2 separate regions of the Triticum aestivum genome follow, and region 2 is linked to region 1. The links are chromatin contacts, called in public Hi-C maps. All regions are on one chromosome and are shown on one strand. The core of a region is the stretch at or near the end of the contact, and the rest is flanking DNA. Distances in the headings are between cores, read along the strand shown.

The links. Hi-C and Micro-C count contacts between places; a contact is called where the count stands out from the background.
Region 2: a Hi-C map of an unstated tissue shows a contact between it and region 1, with 6 times the contacts expected there. The contact joins the promoter of LOC123093429 here to the promoter of LOC123093428 in region 1. A contact is called at or near these places in 3 of 5 Hi-C or Micro-C datasets (leaf and an unstated tissue) and 1 of 1 datasets of contacts at active chromatin or transcription factors (leaf).

Annotation. Positions count from the first base shown.
Region 1 is chr4B:587,904,677-587,907,471 of IWGSC CS RefSeq v2.1, reverse strand. LOC123093428 (uroporphyrinogen-III synthase, chloroplastic) reads right to left here and starts at 1,269. Exons shown (of 9, transcript XM_044515401.1): 1 at 993-1,269; 2 at 697-784; 3 at 476-542; 4 at 80-198. The coding sequence starts at 1,190.
Region 2 is chr4B:588,176,154-588,178,853 of IWGSC CS RefSeq v2.1, reverse strand. It overlaps LOC123093429, which reads right to left and starts at 1,385. Exons shown (of 4, transcript XM_044515402.1): 1 at 1,159-1,385; 2 at 1-862. The coding sequence starts at 1,298.

The sequences.
Region 1 (2,795 bases), core at 20-2,519:
TAAAAATACTTCAAGATGCATGCATTCTTTAAAGTGCATGGACATAACATCCTAGTTGTATAAATTTCGGGCAAGATACCTTTGGAAGGAGAAAATGCAACCTCAAGGGATCCATCACTGGATTGCAATACTTCATCAAAAGTTCTTGCAGTACCTGCTCCAACAACTGCTATTCGGACCTTAGGACTTCCAGCAGCCCTGGTATTGAGTTATTGTGTGATGTCAAATATGGTGGTCGTAGATTACGTTTGATTTGTTCTGGTTTCATGTAGCGATGGTTTGATTACAGAAATGAAGTTCAGAAAGAAAAAAAAGTTTGGACATGTAAAGCGCATAATCTGCTTTATTTCACAGAAAGCACACAGACCTGCGTTGCCACAAGCCCACGACTTATGTGGAATGAATCGCGAAATGACATATGTTCTATTTGTGTAGCAATACTGCGCACAATAACTGCAATATGTTTGAATCTTACTTCCATCCCTCAAGGAACACTGCAGCTGCCTCAGGAGATGTTACAGTAATCCAGTCAAACTTTTCATCTGTAAATACACAGTACTAAAGTGACTAAACCCTGTGGTTGCAAGTTTTGCAAAGCAGTGTAAATATAGCATACGTTGGAGCAAATGGATGTGCATAGCAGGAAAGTAACAATGAGGCGCTATGCTGCTGCGAAAGATAGACTGAACCACATACCCCGCAAGACAGCTGAAAGCCTATCTGCATCAGGCCCTTCGACGTGCTGAATAAGAGGAAGCTCCAGAGAGTGCACATTATGCTTCTCCTGCACAATCCAGTTACAAAATTGATGTGATAATTCCCCAAGGTCTGACCGAATTCGTTAGCCCCCAGTTTAGAGATGTAAAATCAGCTCGGAAAATCGCCTCTCTACAGCGAGCATGTAAAACCGTCCCCTCTAAAATTCACCAACATCGGCTCAGGGAATCACAGAGTAGACGAGGAGGGGTATCCCCACAGGGATTTGAACTTACTAGAGAGGCGACGAGCTTGGCGTTCTTGCCTTGCTCGCGCGTGACCACGACGTCGGGAGAGGGAGACGAGTGGGCGGCGAGACTCCTCCCGGGCGCGCCGGCTCGGGGAGCTCCGGCGGGGCGGTGGGCTCGGTGGAAGGCTCCGGGTCCGGGAGGTGGGGCCAAGGGGATGGGAGCGGCCGAGGAATGGAAGGCCATGGGGAGGCGGAGGCCGATCCCGCGGCTTGCGTTGCGGAGAGGAGCCGACACGCTCTGGACTCGGTGGTTGTGGACGGGCCCCCGCGTTCGCCTGCATCTGGGCTGAGTGACTGCCGAACGGACGGCCTTTGTCGCGTCGTGGGCTATTTATGGGCCTAACTAGTGATACGATCCTGGCCGAAAGTATTCAAAGAGTTACATGTGCCCATTTGTCGCAACCTGAGAGTTTTTTTCCATTTTGTAGATTTGTTTATTTATAAAATATTTTATATTTTAAATCGTGCGTTCAAATCTCGAACCGTTTTCAGCGTTGGGTCCCTCGTCTCGAGATCTTTAAAACTAGATCCCATGTTGATAGGTTTCGACGAACTTTTTTTTACGAAAAAGACCAGACAGAAAAAACCAAACTGAAAGCACTTTTTCCCTTTCCGAGAGACACGGCCGGGCCTCTCATGGAATTAAATTCGTGCCTCCATGAGAAGTAAATCCCTGCCTCTCATGGAACAAAAAAAACATGATTTTTTCCTTTTCGAGGGGCACGACCGTGCCTCTCGCGGAAGCAAATCCGTGCATCCACGAGAAGTAAATCAGTTCCTCTCACAGAACGAAAAACTCGCATTTTTCCCTTTTCCGAAACCGTGCCTCTCGCGGAAGCAAATCCATGCCTCGACGAGAAGTAAATTTGTTCCGCTCGCGGACCCAAAAAAAATTCGCGTTTTTTTCCTTTCGGAGAGGCACGACCGTGTCTCTAGCGGAAGCAAATCTGTTTCTCTCGTATGGTTTTCCTTTTTCGAGAGCCACGGCCATGCCTCTCGAGGAAGCAAATCCATGCCTCCACAAAAAGTAAATTCGTGCCTCTCATGAAACGAAAAAAACATGTTTTTTTCCTTTCTGAGAGGTATGACAATGCGTCTCGTGGAGCAAATCCGTGCCTCCACGAGAAGTAAATCCGTACCTCTCGCAAAACAAAAAAAAAGTATTTTTCCCTTCCCGAGAGGCACAACTATGCCTCCCGCGGAACGAAAAAGAAAAGAAAACGTGTACTTTCATGCAATTTTTTGGGTCCAAATCCTAAGAAAAATAGGTGGAAAACAGAAAACTAAAAAAATCATCTAAAAGCCGAAAACGAGTTTAGAAAAAAAATCGAAGGGAGTGCCCCGAGCGAGACACGTGGCGGCGGCTGAGAGCGCACCAAGTGGTGTGATCCTAACCCATCCCAGGTGACCCTTGCAGGGTTCCCGAAGGAGTAGTCCTCAATTAATTGCTCTCGCCTTTGTCGTCTGGTCTATTTATTGGCCTAGTTGTGATATGATTCTGACCTTCTACTGTGTAGAGTATTGGGCCGCCTCATTCGATGATAACAACGTACATTACATTCTTCTTTGCCTTTTTATTTTTTATTTTTTTGTTTCTTCATGGGTTCTTTGGGGGTTTTTGTTTTCCTTTGTTTTTTCGTTTTTCTTTGTTTTATTACCGGATTTTATCAGTTTTTCTTTTCTTTCTTTTTATTTGTTTTTTTAGTTTTTTCTCTGTTATCTTTTGTTTTTTATTTTATTTTGTTTCCTTTTCTTTAATTGCAGGGGTTTTCTTCTTTTATTTTCTTTT
Region 2 (2,700 bases), core at 136-2,635, 270 kb before region 1:
TATGGACAAATTCTTCTCCAGGTGTCCACCTATTACAACATCCATCCTGGTCAATGGAAGTATCTGGTAAGGCGACCCGACAGCCATGCCCTTAGCTTGTATGATGAACCCACCAAAATTGGTCTGCAAAACCAAATGTGCTGACGAAGAGCCCAACAACTTTGGCAGGAACATGAAGGTGACCGACGCATTTTCGCCGGGCTGCAGAACCAGATCCTCATAACCATACACATAGAACTGTGGATCAGTGCTGAATGGCTCATAGACACGCAAGGCACTGTCATTGTTCAAATTCACCACAGTCAGGGAGGCCACAGAGGCTGCATACAGGTTACTCCTGCCCCAATCCAAGACTGGTGGACTTATCTCCACATTCATGGAGGAAGAACTGTAGAGGGCATTCGGGCTGACATCTGAGGTCGCGCCATCCAGTTCCAGTGGCACCCCATGCGATGCCTGCATCCAATTGTCAGGCACAAGCGGCGCCTGGCACGACCCCGCATCATACCTCGCAACATCCTTGCCCTCTCTCCCCAACGCATCGCGCGCCCCTGCGACGATCGCATCGGCAGAGGAGCAAGTTACCATGCCTCCCCCGGACATCGGGAAGCACATTGACCGGGATGGCTCCCAGTCCCTTGAAACCCCCAAATCAGGCTCCTTGATGACGTCATCGCTGGCGAGCAGCGTCTGGACCTCCGAGGACGAGAAGCAGAAGGAAGCCCCGTCTGCGCACACATCCCGGAAGCCGAGGCAGCCACCGTCCTCATGGCTCTCCTCCGCGGAATCGGCCTCCGCCGCCGCCGCCGAGACGGACAGCGCGAAGGCCAAGAACACACAGCACAGAGCAGCCAAGGAAACCCTGCAAGAAGCCGAAAACACCACAAAAGAGGTCAAGAACTCGCCGGCTCGCCGCGGTTGTTCGTCAAAAAGGCAGAGCGCTACCGAACACCAAAGCATCCCCCAAACAGAAACCCCAAGAAAATAGTCACGAGAACCCCAAAAAAACTTGGTATCTTCGGCAGCATAAGCAAGGATCACTCTAGAACTCCAGAGCGCCGGCGAGCAAGAGGCGAACAGCAGTTTCTTGGTCGCTGCGAGATGGCTGGAGGCAAGAAAGCAAGGAGGGCGGAGCAGCGGAGTTAACGGGGAACTTACCGAGCAGGGGAGGAAGCGGAGCGCAGGAGGGCGAGGGGAATGGATGGAGCCGCTGGCGAAGAGCAGCGGCGGCGGCGGCGGCGGGTGGTCATGGCGGAGAGGGCATGCGGCGGGCGAGACTTTAGTGTTGTGGTGACCATAGGAATCGACGGGAAAATGAAAAGAAAAAGGAAATAAAAAGGAGGGGAGGGAGGGGGAGATGGACAGGGACGGAGGCGGACAGGAAATAAAAAGAAGTGGGAGGGAAACAAAATAAAAATGGGGGGAGGTGTTGGTTGGTCCCGGTGAAGAAAACCCATTCATGTGTTTCCCCCAAGAGGAAGGGGAAGAGTGTTGCTATACACACGATGTTGTGCAGCCGATTTGTGCACGATTGCACTGATCCAGCCATGCATGCGTTGGAGAAAGTGGAGGCCAACGGCTAGATCAAGCATCGTCCGATGTTCGGCTGTTGTTTATCGTCTGGATAGTAGTTCCGAAGGGGAAACCACATTTTGTGGTTTTTGATTGAAGTTCAAATGACTATTTGGCCCTTTCAATATATACCTTTTGAAACTTTTAGCCCTTTCATTGTTTGTGTGCTACAAAACTAGTCCAAACAACAACATCAACAACAACAAATATAAATGTTTTCAAACAGTTCTTTCTAACAAAAAAGAAACATTATTTTGTAAATAAGAAACTTTCGGTGGTCAATCAAGATAAGATAAGATGCTCTAAGCGTTCAATGCACTGGCGATTGCGTGTGCCCGTGTTGCGACGTTCTCGTCTGCGTCAGCCCCGCTGTTTACAGCTCATACCCACCTAGCCGTTTCACCTCTTTTGTCCGTATTTCCCGCCTGCTTGTGTTGTTTATTGATTATTATTCACTTCGGTTTCTACCGCTTGATGAGGAATTGATTACATACATATCCCCTTTTCACTACTTTTGCACATTTGTTGGACAATAATTCGGATAAGTCTCTTTTTACATCATAATGTTATAATTTAAAAATGAATCCATACGAGAGGAGACATTGCGTGGAACCTTAGATAAGGTGAAAGTCAATGTAGTCAAAGCCATAACTGATCATGGCAAAATAGTGCATGCGGCGGGCGAGGGTTCACTTTGTAACCATGGAATTTTAGGGGGGTGCAAAGAAGATGGGTAAAAAGGAAGGGAAGGGCTGAGGAGATGAGAGGGAGAGAGGAGGACATAAATTTGGAGACAAAGATATACATATGGTGATGATTGGTTCTCTTGTTTGGAAAAAGAATGTTGTAAATTTCAATGTTTGAATTACTATTTAGTCGATATGTGGGCTGCAAATCCCAACTCATGCAACAAATCAAATATTTTATGCTCAACAAAAACTATTATGTAATGCTAGGAGATCACCACATCCAATCAAGATATCTATTGAGCATTTAATATACTAGGTTATGAGTACACGTCTTCTCTACGCCACCAATTGTGCCTCACCCATAGTTTTAAAAGCCAGATTGGACGTCAGTGAGACAGATTCCATGGACCACCCCGCAAACAGGCCCGAGAGAACCAGT